Regions from separate parts of the Triticum aestivum genome. Here region 2 is linked to region 1. A link is a contact called in public Hi-C data. All regions are on one chromosome and are shown on one strand. The core of a region is the stretch at or near the end of the contact, and the rest is flanking DNA. Distances in the headings are between cores, read along the strand shown.

Region 1 (7,490 bases), core at 2,876-5,375:
TATCGCACACACCTTCATTTGGTTGCTCGTTTCTTTTGTTCCTCCTCATCGCGAATAGTTAATTGAGTTGAACCGTATGCCCTGCATCGCACACACAACTAAAATCTGAATCGTGTTTGATGCATCCTCCATCGCAAACGTTTTGCACCTTTTTGATGGGTTTTTTACACCACCGTTTTCGATTATGGCATCGCACACAGTTTCGTCGAAGGGTCTTTGATCGTAGTGTCGCGTTAGCAGTATCCTGTAGTGGTGTCGGGTGGCAGAGCTACTTTGGAGAGAAAGCCTGCATGATTAAATGTTGAAGCAGATCAGCGACGGTGACGAATAGATAGGAGGACAGGGGGTCACCCTACCGGAGACCATTTTTACAGTTGATCCAAGGGCCCGGGTTCCCATTAAGGAGTACCGTTGTCTTATTCGACACCAGTAAAGTTCTGATCCAGCTTATAGTTTTGGCCGGGAAACCCCAAGCGAGCATAATGAGAAGGAGCGAGTCCCATTAGATCAAGACAAAACTTTGTGGAAGTCAAGTTTTAACACCATAGTGGGTGCCTTCCGGATGTGGCAGGCACTAAGAAGGTTGGCAGTGTAGATATTGTTTTCACCAATGTATCTCCCCGTGATGAAACCGGTTTGGTCGCCATCGACGAGGAGAGAAATGAGTGGCTTGATCCTGTTGGTAATAACTTTTGTGGTCGCCTCGGGAGGGCAACTATAGAGAAATGGGCCTGAGGCCATATGGGGTTCTGGCAGATTCTTTTTTGGGGAGGAGGATCATATGGTCTCTGTTGAATCACTCGAGATTGACCCAAAGGTCTGCTAAGTCAATGAAAAATGGAAGGATCGTAAATGTTGTGCCAGAATTTTCAGTAGAAACCTAGTCCAAGCCCTTCAGGACAAGGGCTGACATTGACATTCATGAAGGAAGGCATCCTGAATTTCCTGCTGGTGAAGGCCGAGTCTAGGTGGAGTAACCGGGGGAGATGGGTCGGGTAAAATTAAGAAAGGTTGAAGAGCCAGGTCGAAACTTTCTAAGTGCCTAGCAGATTGTGGAAGAAGTTGTGAAGGATAGCGGCTTTATTAACATGGTCAGAAAACTCGGCCCCATTGTCCTCAACCCCATTGTCCTCAAGGATGTCGATGTTGTTTTTGCGGAACCTCTGAGAAGCGGAGGCATGGAAAATTTTGAGTTTTAATCACCGTCGACGACGGCTTTTACTTTCCCCATTTGCTTCTAGAAGAGAACTTTTTGCCTGACCGCCCGTTGAAGGGAGGTGATAACTACTAGTCCGAGGGACGCCTCTAGGCGGGAGAGGGTACGCTTTTCTTCAATGCTGCCAATCATGTTGATGACAGTCTTGTAGTCAATTTCACGCTGGTGAACATGCCTAAGTTTTTTGGACCAAAATTTGAGGTTCGACCTAGTGCATTTGATGGCAGTGGCCAGGGCTAGGTCCGAAGCGATAGCTAAGTGGGGAGGGGTCCAGGCCTCTGAAACAATACGCTTGCAAGCTGAGTGAAGGGCCCAGAAAGATTCAAAACTAAAGGGGCGGGAACGAGGGATATGCGAAGAGATGTTGATTATGAGCGGGATGTGGTCGAAAGATAAATGAGTTAGGGAGGGGAGTGTTGAATTAGGGAAGCGGTCTTCCCACGCTAGGTTGAAAAAGCCTCTGTCCAGGCGTTCCATAGTGGTCCCACGCTTGTTGGTTTGCTATATTATAGTGAAAATATATCTCATGTTCCCTTGGTGTGGTAATACTTTAGTTGGTGTGTTGCTTAAACTCGTTGTTTGCGTTAAAATAGTCAAATGAGGCCAACCAGAAGGACGCGGTTTCTCGATTTCAGGTAGAGGAAAGCATAGTTTTCCCCCTAAATTCCTCCCACCCCCCCCCCCCCTAAATTTTACAAAACTGGTATAAATGTGGCCCTTCAGTGGTTTAGGTTAGATTCGGGGCGGTTTTGACTCTAATTACGCTAACTAGGCAACTGATGTGTTAATTTGACGTGATCGGGAGAATGATTCATTTGTGCGATGAACCCTAGCTCTAATTCCCATCTCGCACACCTCAAGGCAATGAACCCTAGCTCCCACCTCGATTCTTCCTAATCCATAACTGAAATCAATGGTGCACTCATCCTCTAGCTTGTCCATCAGCCGTCCTTCGTCTTTGCAAACCATGATGTTGTTGTCGCTACCGCCGGTGTCGTGCTGGGAGGGACACATGGAGTACGAGCTGGAGCAGCTTTGCCACTGCCGCCTGAAGGCACCTCAATGGATTTCATGGAGTGTTTCTCATCAAGGGTAATACAAACTGCACAAAATCAAAGGTAAAATTCTCTGCTTCAATTGTTTTTGTCACAGGCTTTGATCTCTCTATGTTGCATTGATGATCTTCAATTTTAAAGATCATTGAGGGTTCATATTGCTGCACTATTTTTGTCAGAGACATGAGCTTCCATATTTCTCTCTTGAAGTGTTAGAAAACCATTGGTTAGTCTGGTAATTTTAACGGTCAATTATTTCATTAGTATGTTACTCCCACTATATGAGCAACCTCAACGACCACGAGGTAACATACTGCTTGTGGGCCCTGTGAGCCTCTTCTTGTCTTCTACCGAAGCTTCTAGCGTCTCTTATTTTCCATATAAAAATCAACGTAAAAATTCATTGTGTTTGGACCTTCCTAGATATGGTTTTTCTACGAAACCCAAAACATGCAAAATATAGGAACTGACACTAGGCACTAAATTAATAAGTTAGTTCAGAAAAATAGTATAAAGTAAAGTAAAAATGTGTAGAAATGATAATATAATACCATGAAACAATAAAAAATTAAAGATACGTTTGAGACGCTTCACTCGTCGCTTGAGGCGAGGGAGCGGGACAAAGCCCCTCCTGATAGGGCACATCCTATTTGCCGCACACGGGCGACGAAGGGTCAAGCCTTCTCTGAAGGGCAGGTATGAAGGGGCCAGCCCAAGTGTCCTTCCTTGGCTGGCTGTTTTTTCTGTGTTTGTTTTTTTCTTCCTTTTTTATCTAATTACACAAATTTAAAATTTTCAAAATATGTTCGAAATTACAAAAGAAAAATCAAAAAGTGTTCCAAATCCCTTGTTTTGTTCATGATTTCATAAATTGTTAACATCTCCTTCTCAAAAAAATCGCAATTTCAAAAAATAGTCACATTGTTGGGAAAATTTGTTCATGTTTAAAAACATTGTCATGTTTTTCAAATTTTGTTCACTTTTCAATAAAAAATTCATAATTCAAAAAATTGTTCAGATTTCGAATTTTGTTCAGAATTTCAAAAACATTCACATTTTAGAAAGATTTTTTTCATGTTTTTTAAATTTTGTTCACAATTCAAAATGTTCGGAATCCAAAATTTGTTCGGCATTTCAGAAAATGGTCACATTTTCTGAAAAAAAATGTTCATACTTTTAATATAAAGAAATAGCTTCCCACAAAAAAAAGCAGCTTCCTTGGAAAATTGGGCCGGCCCATTTGTGTAGCATTCAGCGAAGGCACTCCTGACGCACATAGCGTCAACTAGGACTAGGAGCTCTCTCCCGATTGGACGAGCCTCAAAGCAACGCCAATAACGAGCGGGCAAAAGGCCAAAAGCATCGGCGAATCTCTCCACCTATTATTCCGTTCCGAACTTCCCGATCCAACGCTTCTCCCGACGCGGGACGTTACTATTAGCACCACCTGCACTAACGAACTCCGTCCTCAAAAAAGAAACAAGAAAAGGAATCCATCTTGCAGCAAAAAAAAAAGCTTGATTTCGATCCACCAAAGCAAAGCCCTTCCTCAATAATAAGAGTCCAAAGCAAAGCCGTCTCGTCTCATCCACAGACACCATCCCCATGGCAGCAGCGCTGTACTCCAGTCCGATACGAAAGCATCTCCTATCCTTTAACGGCCACACCACTTCCACCCAAACCGAAAAGCCGTGTGTGGCTGCGACCAGACACGCACACGCGCCAATCAATCCCCGGCCCGGCCCGAGAGAGAGCCCGGGCCGGCACGTGACCGAAACGGCCATCGGCGAGGATCGGTACGGCCACGCCAAAACGACGATCTCCTATATCACGTAACGGAGAGTAACGCCGGTCCGTGCATATATAGATGCGCTCCGCCCGTCCACCCCCCACCGATCTCGCGCCGCGCCCAGGTAACAGCAAAACGATCCGACTCCTCGCCGAGGGACGGAGGGAACATAGATAACAGACCAACGAAGCCAGAGAGATACAAGGAAGCCAGGCCAACGAGATACGCGCGAGCGCGAGGAGGAGGAGGAGCCAAGGCGAGTTAGTTGTGCCGTCAGGTGAGCGGGCGCCTTCCGTGCCGCACCCCCCCGCACGCGCTTGTTGCTTTCTTCGCTCCTGTTCCTGTTCCGCCGTGGGGAAAGTGGAGGTGATCCGTCCATCCATGGCCAATGCAGGGGCGTGCGGCGGCCGGCGGAGCGCGGCCGGAATGGGCGTCTACGAGCTCGTCCGGAGCGAGGACGCCGCGGGCCCCGCGCTGGATCTGGAGGCCGGCCGCTGCGGCCCCGCGCCGCCGGCCAAGGCGTCTCCGCCGGCGCCGCGGCAGCAGCGGCTCGTCTCGCTCGACGTCTTCCGGGGAATCACCGTGCTGGTACGTGCCGCCAACAACAAATCCCTCCCCGCTTTCAGTTCGTTTTACGGGAATCACGTCTTTCTCGCCCTTCTTTGCGATATTCCTGATATCCGATGCCAAATCGAATTGCTTCCCGCGTGGGCCTTTTATCTTCTTTTCATTTTTCTCCGCCGCGATCGATTTCGCAGCAGCCCTGCAACCAAACACATCATCCTTGGTGCCACTGCCAGCCAAACGTAGATGCTCCATGAATCATGATGCAGCATGCTAGCTACTCATTGCCGGCCTTCTTCCCTTTACCCTTTTTGTCTCCACTTAAACTAGAGTAACCAAAAGAAAGCAGAGTTGATTGAACCAACCACATGATCACTAGTAGTACAAGATTTTCGCTTCAGGGAGCATTACTGCTGGCCAGCGAGGCTCCTGTACGGGCGGCATGCCAAGTTGTCGGAGTCATAGTCATTGCTGCCACCGGCGTATGATTGCCTAGCTCAGCTCTGCTGGGTGGCTCGTCTTCAAGCTCCAGCTCCGACTGCCTATGTTTGCTAGCACTGCTCTACCTCTAAAGATAGCCATTGTGGCCATGCATTATGGTGACAAGACAACACGTCTTGATAGCCATTTTAAAGATCATTAAACGACAGTTATGCGACGCATCCTGATATGCTTCTTTACAACTGACACCACCGGCCTGGCTCGTCAGATAATGAAGAGTTAATCCGATCGCCGGGCCGCCAAATGGGTTTCGAACCGTCGGTGCTCGCTAGCCGGTGGTGGCCCACCGGCTCGCAGTAGGAAAATACCCTAGTTGCAGGCGTACGGAAATTCACCAGCTGTTGGACCCGAGACTGCACACGGCAGAATTCATGCGGTAGTACTAGTATATACCCTGTGTTGCTGTATTGCTTCCGTACCTGAATTTGTTGGATACGGAAATAAAAGTGGAAAGAATTGTCAACTCTAGCTCACCGCTCCATGTTATGTTAGCTAAGTGTAGATAAGTTGATGAGCGCATGTATGCTCATAATTGGTACTTAGAAAAGGATATCGCGTACGTACAGATGCAGCTGACACGATGCTAATTTCTAATAGTAGATCCCTCGAAATAAAATTTCCAATAGTAGAGATGTAGAACTCGTGAGAGCGAGCAACACAGTGCACACGGGCCAGGCGAGAGAATTGGTAAAGGCGACGAAGGAGTCGAATATCAAGGGTGGAAGAATTCAGAACAAGATGAATAGTACAGTTCGTTTTCAAGAGATGCATATTTACAGTGTGTTGATGCACCTTTTTGTGCTTTTGAAAGGGTCTGCCGTTGTTCTGGTCAACTGGGATTTTCTAAACCAATTCAGAAATTTGCAACTTCCGTTTTAGTGAAAAGCATAGCGCAATTTAAAGATCGGTTGAGACTAAAAAGAATCTCAATCTTCTCAGTGGACTTTTAAGAGTTAATTGAATCATTTTTGAAACGGGAAACACATTTTAGGGTGTGGTTGGGTGTTTGATCGGATTTGGCGGCGTGGGCACAAAAGGTGAAGAATGTTAGGTACGTACAGATGCCTAGTTTATAGAGGGGGTGGTGGAAATTGTTGCATCTGTGGAGGTGTGAGGATCACGTCTGGTAGCGGGCCAATATTCCCCGACCCTGGAGGACGCATGGCGCATGCGTCGTCGGCTGTTGGCGCCTCACGTCGAGTCGAGACAAGCCCATGAGACGGGCCGCGCCTTTAGCATGTGACGCGCTCTCTCGCCGTCGCACCGCAAGCGATCTGTCCAGTCCGTCGATCACCCCCGCTTTACATCACGCGGTGGCGTGGCGGTGTCCGGTGTCCATCGACCGGCCAAGGCCGGGTCGCCAACTGCCAAAGCAACGGCTTGGTCGCAGCAGCTCGTAGTGGGTGCGACGTTGTTGGCGGGTGACTAGGTCGCACTGACAGATGGATGCACCGTCGCTGTAGAAAAGAAGACAAGACACCCCGGCCGGACGCGTGAACGAGCCAACAGCACGGCCGGGTCGGACGAGGTTCCTTCCGGCCGGCGGGGCGACGGGCGCAGCTGCCTCCACATGGCCACCGCCGTGCCCTCGCCGCTTGTTTTCTTTTCTTTTCTTTTCTCTGTCGTTGCTTGCTTGGCCCGCGACGCGTCGATCGGGAGGCCGACACGCGCCGCTCCACCGGCACAAAGCCAGGGTGCTGATTCGCCAGGCCCGGGCGACTGTGGGAGAATCTCGCTGTGTTTATTGGACGTTGGTACGTACGAGCACGAGCACGAGCAAGCGGCAGCTGTGTGGCTTGGCTTGGACCGGCCCGGGGGGCTGTCCCTGGCGTGCAGATCGTGCAGCCTTGATATGGCTGTCCTACCTGCGGCGGTGGGGTTTCCCCTCCTTTTGAAGGTTCGCGTCACTGGAGACCATTAGTTTTCTCAGCTTCGGTTGCCCTGACCGCGAGAGGGAGAAGCAGGAGTAAACAAGGGTAAACGTCGGTGTCACACTAACGCGGCCGCGCAACCGTGCGCTGTGACGGTGCCTGGGGCTAATGGGAGGCACCATCACCACACACGGGCAAGATAACATATAATTGTCATCCCTGGGTAGTGAGAACTAGCTCTAGCTAGCTGACCTACTTAAGTGAAGATCCAGTAAGCTGGAACTGAGAAGCACAAAAAGGAGGCAAACACGCATCAGGGAGAAGTAGGAGTGAACAACTATATCACTGCTAAACAAGATCAACTGTGGGTGTCGCCGCGGTCGCGCGTGCTGACCCAGCAGTTGAGATCCACTCAAGGCCTCAACTCAACTCAAAGTGCAAAAACGCAAGCAACCTTTTGATGTCATGTGGTCGATTCATGGTCCTGTTCTGTT
Region 2 (7,490 bases), core at 3,576-6,075, 270 kb after region 1:
CACAAAAACCCTAATTACGATCGTCACCGAACTTTAAGCGTGCGGACCCTACGGGTTCGAGAACTATGTAGACATGACCGAGACACGTCTCCGATCAATAACCAATAGAGGAACCTGGATGCTCATATTGGCTCCTACATATTCTACGAAGATCTTTATCGGTCAGACCGCATAACAACATACGTTGTTCCCTTTGTCATCGGTATGTTACTTGCCCGAGATTTGATCGTCGGTATCTCAATACCTAGTTCAATCTCGTTACCGGCAAGTCTCTTTACTCGTTCCGTAATACATCATCCCACAACTAACTCATTAGTTGCAATGCTTGCAAGGCTTAAGTGATGTGCATTACCGAGAGGGCCCAGAGATACCTCTCCCACAGTCGGAGTGACAAATCCTAATCTTGAAATACGCCAACCCAACAAGTACCTTCGGAGACACCTGTAGAGCACCTTTATAATCACCCAGTTACGTTGTGATGTTTGGTAGCACACAAAGTGTTTCTCCGGTAAACGGGAGTTGCATAATCTCATAGTCATAGGAACATGTATAAGTTATGAAGAAAGCAATAGCAACAAACTAAACAATCAAGTGCTAAGCTAACGGAATGGGTCAAGTCAATCACATCATTCTCCTAATGATGTGATCCCGTTAGTCAAATGACAACTCATGTCTATGGTTAGAAAACATAACCATCTTCGATCAACGAGCTAGTCAAGTAGAGGCATACTAGTGGCACTCTGTTTGTCTATGTATTCACACATGTATTATGTTTCCGGTTAATACAATTCTAGCATGAATAATAAACATTTATCATGATATAAGGATATAAATAATAACTTTATTATTGCCTCTAGGGCATATTTCCTTCATGAATACCATCGTCCTATATATCAATATTTACCTCTCGACCATTTCGAGACTCCTCGTCATGTCTGTGATCTCATCCGGGACTCCGAATAACATTCGGTCACCAAATCACATAACTCATATAATACTATATCATCATTGAACGTTAAGCGTACAGACCCTACGGGTTCGAGAACTATGTAGACATGACCGAGACACCTCTTCGGTTAATAACCAATAGCGGTACCTAGATGCTCATATTGACTCCTACATATTCTATGAAGATCTTTATCGGTCGAACCATTATGACAACATACACAATTCCCTTTGTCCGTCGGTATGTTACTTGCCCGAGATTCGATCGTCGGTATCTTCATACCTAGTTCAATATCGTTACCAACAAGTCTCTTTACTCGTTCCGTAAGACATCATCATGTAACTAACTCATTAGTCACTTTGCTTGCAAGGCTTCTTATGATGTGTATTATCGAGAGGGCCAAGAGTTACCCCTCCGATACTCGGGGTGACAAATCCTAATCTCGATCTATGCCAACCCAACAAACAACTTCGAAGATACCTGTAGAGCATCTTTATAATCACCCAGTTACATTGTGATGTTTGATAGCATGCAAGGCATTCCTCCAGTATCCGGGAGTTGCATAATCTCATAATCGAAGGAATATGTATTTGGCATGAAGAAAGTAATAGCAATAAAACTGGACGATCAATATGCTAAGCTAGTGGATGGGTCTTGTCCATCACATTATTCTCCTAATGATGTGATCCCATTATCAAATGACAACTCATGTCCATGGTTAGGAAACCTTAACCATCTTTGATGAGCTAGTCAAGTAGATGCTCACTAGGGACACAATGTTTGTCTATGTATTCACACATGTATTTAGGTTTCTGATCAATACAATTCTAGCATGAATAATAAATATTTATCATGAATAAGGAAATATAAAATAACAACTTTATTATTGCCTCTAGTGCATATTTCCTTCACATACGTCATCACTCCCTCTCAAATACGGTTGAACACATGTCTAGCCATCTGGAAGCGGTGCCGGAATAGCTTGGATTTGTAGAGTGGGGACGTGCATTGAAAGTAATCGGCGAATAGTAGGCAATGACCAATCTCTCTGTTGTGATTCAACGTCAGAGCATGGCCCGTGGTTGATCCCCTAAACCTCCGCCGCTGCCTAGCAATGTGGTCATTGATGGACACATGAAGTTGTTTGAAAATAACTCATCCCCACTATCCATGGTACCTTGCGGGCGAAGTGTCGAACACCTTGCGGGTGTAGTGGAGAAGCCGGGCGGTGAAGATCCCAACACCTCTTCCCCACACAGGCAACATGCCTATCAAAGTGGAGGCTGCTGTGGAGCGAGCCTGCAGTCTTGGAGTTAGGCAGGCGACAGGGATGTCGATGTGGTGGCGGCGCAGTGGAGCTGCTACGACGGAGGCAAAACGAGACCACCAACACCGGCAAGAGCGGGCATCCGAAGCAGTGTCGAGGTGAGGCAAGTGTGTGGATACGGGCAGTGGCCTGGGCAGCGGCCCTGCGGCCCTAAGTGGAAGGCGGCATGGCCAGAGGTGTAGGGTGTGGAGTGGGAGAGGAGAATGAGTGGATGTGCCACCAGACGGGCGAGCCAGGGAGATGACAAGTGTGGACACCGCGTGCGTCCATGCAGTGTCCGCATCGACGTAAACCCGACCCTAATTTGGGCCGAAAATGGGTCGCGCGTGGATGAGAAATAGACGTATATCCATTTGCATCGGCGGGTTGGACCATGGTTTCTATCCGTTTTAATCCATGGGCGCGCGCGGATAAAATGCGCCGACAGGTTAAAGCTGCCCTAACCATCTTAGAGCATGTCTAGTACAGCCCTTAAACCCTCAAATAAACAGAAATAACCGTGTTTTACGGGTTGACGAAAAACGGCAAATAATAGAACCCCTAAACCCTTAAAAAGAATTACGGATTGGATCTCGGGTTGCCCTACCAATATGTAAAAGTGAGGATGGGAGAGGGAAACCCACCTCCAACCCGCACTCCACCGGTCGTTCCGCGGGAGGGAAATTTCCCCTCGCGCTCCCTCCCGTCGGACGCCTCGTCGATCCCGTCGCCCCCGCGGTGAGCCATGGAGGCGCCGCCGGACTCCTACGTCGCCCCGGTCGGCCCGCCCGCGTCCTCCCTCCCTCCGCCCGTCGCCCCGCCCCCGGCCTCGGCCTCGGTGATGCTTGCGCCGGCCCCGTCCTCGCTCCCTCCGCCCGCGCCGGAGGTGCCGTCGGTTGTGGCCGTCAGCGTGAAGAGGCGGCGTGCTGGCCAGCACGTCGTCCTCCCCCAGCCCGCCCTGCCGTCGCCTTCGTTGCCTCGCCGCAGCGGCGCCGAAGGTGAGTAAGAAGCCCTCCCTTGGGTCGAAGGGGGCAGCGGCGCCGAAGGTGAAGAAGGCCACCTCCAGGAAGAAGCCGACGCCCGCCCCGGTCGCCCCGTCCGCCCCGGTCCCCGCACCTCTGCCCGTCGTGCACGAGGTGCTCGACGGAATGCCTGCCCCACCAATGTCGTTCATGGGGCTTCTCGAAGAAGTGGAGGTGGACATCGGGGCTCCTTCTCTCGAACCCTTTGGGTTTGGTGATGACTTGCAGGAAGAGGGTGACGAGGAGGAGGAAGGGGAAGATGAGGAGGAGGTGACCGAGATAGAGGAGGATATGTTCGCCGCCGTTGCAAAACCCACCGTGCGCTCGACAAACTATAGCGAGGACGAAGATATTCTCTTGGTTCGTGCTTGGGCACATGTGGGGTTGGATGCAAGCACCGGTACCGATCAAACCGGTAAACGCTATTGGCAACGCATAGAGGACTTCTATTGCAAGATCAAGCCGAAGACCGATGGGTACATCCCTCGTAGTTACCGGTCGCTTCAAGGCCGGTGGGAGTTGATGAAGCCCCATTGTGCTCGTTGGAGTGCGGCAATGGACCAAGTGAAGGATGCACCGCCTAATGGAACCATGGAGAGTGGCTATGTGAGTACATATATGTTTTTCACATTTATTTTTATTTTTTATGCTATTGTTATGTGAGTACATATATGTTTGCTATGCTATTGGTGGGTCTGTAGGAGGCAATTGCCGACTTGAGAGGGGGAAGATGATGATTGTGTGATGTAAATTATTAAACCATGCATCAATGATCTTCATTTATGTGTTTGTTTGAAGGTTGATTGTGTTTTTCTAGTGAAAATTGTGATATGTCAAATGACAGTTTTAAGGGTTGGGGTTGGGGCAAAGACTAGAACCCTCAAATCCAACCCTTATTCCGTAATAAGGATTGGATTTGAGGGTTCTAGTCTTTGCCCATATTTTTCAACTCTTAAAAGTGTCAAAAATAACTAATTCTCAACCCTTAAAACTAAAACTAGATTTAAGGGTTTGAGGGATCCTCTACTAGACATGCTCTTAGACAGGCTCAGTTGGCACCCATAACCTAACCATCGAAATTGCCAAATCTCACAACGAACATAACAATCTGGTAGAGAATCCATGTATGCCTAGCTGGCTAGCTCAGATGCACGTCACTTTCACTCCCGGTTACTCCATCCATGCATTTCCCCGGGACGGGACGGAGGGAGGACGAGACTTGCCTCAGTTGTTTGCTCCCTCGACGTGTGTCCATCCGTGCTCCTGCGTACGTGGCTTGATTTGATTGGAATAAAATAAGGTCCAGTCCTATCCTCTTAAAATCAGGGAGGAGATGATTAAATTAGAAAAAAAGAAAAGAAAAAAAACAACCGTAGGATGAAGTGGAAGCCCGGATGAGAACATGAAGAGGTAGCAGGCAAACCGGATCCCGGAAGGAGTGCCCCACGCATGAATCACGTTGCGAACCTGCCACTCTGTTGTGTACAGTGCGGAACACGATGCCCGGAACGGCACATTTGGGCAACCGGCGCGCGACGCAAACTTCTGCCCAAAGCCGCACACATTGGCCACCGGCGCCCATCCTCCATCCCTGACCGGCCATCCCGATCGGATAAACCCGCGTCACGCGCGCGCCACCGAAGAACACCAACCCCCGCGCCGCGCGGTGGAACACCATTCCTCGCCTCCCGACACAAGCAGATTCCTTTCCTTCCTCCTCCACCGCACCGCACCGCATCTCCGTCCGCCACGGCGCCGCCGCGCCCGCCGGTCTCCCCACCCTCCCCTCCTTCCTTGCGTGCCGCCCGCGGGTCACTTCCTCCCCATGCAATCACTCGATTCCCGAGCAGCGGTGGCACGCAGACACAGCTAACCGCTGCAGCTACTCTATTCCGTCTCGTGCGACTTTAAGGTCGCACCTTACAGCGGGTACGAGCCCATAGTTTAATCCCAGAGGCGGAGGAGGAGGAAGCATCCAATCACACACCGAACAACCGACGACGATGGAGGCGTGCTGCTGCTCCTCGTCGTCGGCCCCGCCCGCCTCCATCCTCGCCACGGGCGCCGGCCTCCGCCGCCGCTTCTCCCCGGCGGCGGTTGCGGCCGCGGCGTCGGGCGGGAGGGCGGTGGCGCTCGCGCTTGCGCCCCCGCTCCGCGCCTCCTCCGCCGCTCTGCTGGCGGCGCCGCCTCGGCGGGGGCAGCAGCGGCGCGGGGCCGCGGGCCTCGTCGTCAGGGCGGTGTTCGAGCGGTTCACCGAGCGGGCGGTCAAGGCGGTGGTGCTCTCGCAGCGGGAAACCCGCGGGATGGGGGACGAGGTGGTGGCGCCGCACCACCTGCTGCTGGGCCTCGTCGCCGAGGACCGGTCCGCCGCGGGGTTCCTCGCGTCGGGCGTCCGAATCGAGCGCGCCCGCGAGGCGTGCCGTGCCGCCGTCGGGAAGGGCGGGCTCGCTCAGGCCGCGACGGGGCTGGCCACGGACGTGCCCTTCTCAGGGGCCAGCAAGCGCGTGTTCGTCGCGGCCGTCGAGTTCTCCAGGAATATGGGGTGCAACTTTATCTCCCCGGACCACATTGCGCTCGGCCTCTTCGACCTGGACGATCCGACAACCAACAGCATCCTCAAGAGGTTGGTGCTGATGTCACCCTGCTCCATTTCTCCCAAAGAGCTTGCAATTTGTGGTTTCATGTCAGGCAAAAATGTGACCAGCTGAATAATGCGTCAAACTATCTCTTGATCGTCTAAACAATAAGCAACATTTGATTTTTTTGAATTGTCAAAACGGGAAATGCAAATGAATTTATGTGAACTCCCCAAAGAAATGGGAACCCAGTTAACTGAAAATTAAATAAAATGTTGTCCTTTTCGCATTTATAGTTATTACTAGCTAATTAATGATGTTCATTGTAGCTTAGGAGTAGTTCCAACTCAGCTAGCAAAGCAGGCTCTTACCCGAGTCAAAGGGGAGCTAGCGAAGGATGGCAGAGAGCCTCTGGGTTTGTCTTCTTTCAAATTGCGTGATAAGTCTGCTGCTGGAAATGGGAGGACTGCAATTGCCAAATACTCCAATAAAAAGAAAGGTCAGGGATTAAGCTGCTGTGCAGGTGTTTGTGCTAAAATAATTATGACACTGAGTGTGGAAAGAATGAGCTTATTTACTTGTCATTTCAGAGAAGAGCGCACTAGCTCAATTTTGTATAGATTTGACTATGCGAGCCAGTGGGGGGTTTATCGATCCCGTTATTGGCCGCACGAAGGAGATTGAAAGAGTAGTTCAGATTATATGCCGGCGCACAAAGAACAATCCAATTCTTTTGGGTGAAGCAGGTGTTGGCAAAACTGCCATTGCTGAAGGGTTGGCTCTTAAAATTGCTAATGGAGATGTACCTATTTTTCTTGTGGTGAGTTTCCGCAACCAATTATAGATAAACAGCCACGCTTGATGTCAAAAAGTTGCTCGTAAACAGTAGTTAATACTTACGACTAATTCACATTGTTTATGTAGGGAAAACGTATATTGTCACTAGATGTTGCTTTACTGATGGCTGGTGCAAAAGAGAGGGGCGAATTGGAAGCCAGGGTTACAAGTTTAATACGTGAAGTGCGCAAAGCAGGTTTATCTGATTTGTACAGTATAAATGGAACACTTAAACATTTCTTTCCGTTTTTTTTATCTTACAAATAGCTCCAAATTTCATGTAGATGATGTTATTCTCTTTATCGACGAGGTTCATACTCTTATTGGGTCTGGAATTGCTGGAAGAGGAAATAAAGGAGCTGGTCTTGATATCGCTAATCTGCTGAAACCTGCACTTGCTAGAGGTGAATTGCAGGTATTGTTTCCACACAAGGAACTCCTTCTATGGCTATTCCTGATGTTGTACTGATTTTTACTGCTGCACATATTCCTGATGTTGTACTGTGTAGTTTGTCACTTGAGTGGCGTCCCTTCATAAATACCTGTGAAGTATTTGTGTTAATCAGCAGTCCACATGGACCGTTTCTATGCTACTAAGTACTTTACTACAAAGTTGAGTCACTTATTTTGGGATGGAGGGAGTAGTATATTATATCTCGTCTGCGACATACTGCAACATATCATATTTTCTTATTTTTCTTTTGCATGTGTTGATACTTGTCTGAACTCACAGTGCATTGCATCTACAACTCTGGATGAGCACCGTTTGCATTTCGAAAAGGATAAGGCTTTGGCCCGCCGAT

What was found. A called contact is a pair of places that touch in the nucleus more often than the background predicts.
Region 2: a contact with region 1 is called in a Hi-C map of leaf, with 4 times the contacts expected there. The contact joins the promoter of LOC123189122 here to the promoter of LOC123189121 in region 1. A contact is called at or near these places in 2 of 5 Hi-C or Micro-C datasets (both in leaf).

The regions. Positions count from the first base shown.
Region 1 is chr2A:505,274,021-505,281,510 of IWGSC CS RefSeq v2.1, forward strand. LOC123189121 (heparan-alpha-glucosaminide N-acetyltransferase) reads left to right here and starts at 4,126. Exons shown (of 13, transcript XM_044601459.1): 1 at 4,126-4,337; 2 at 4,455-4,648. The coding sequence starts at 4,487.
Region 2 is chr2A:505,548,080-505,555,569 of IWGSC CS RefSeq v2.1, forward strand. It overlaps LOC123189122 (chaperone protein ClpD2, chloroplastic), which reads left to right and starts at 4,826. Exons shown (of 12, transcript XM_044601460.1): 1 at 4,826-5,897; 2 at 6,180-6,349; 3 at 6,441-6,670; 4 at 6,775-6,883; 5 at 6,972-7,102; 6 at 7,421-7,490. The coding sequence starts at 5,278.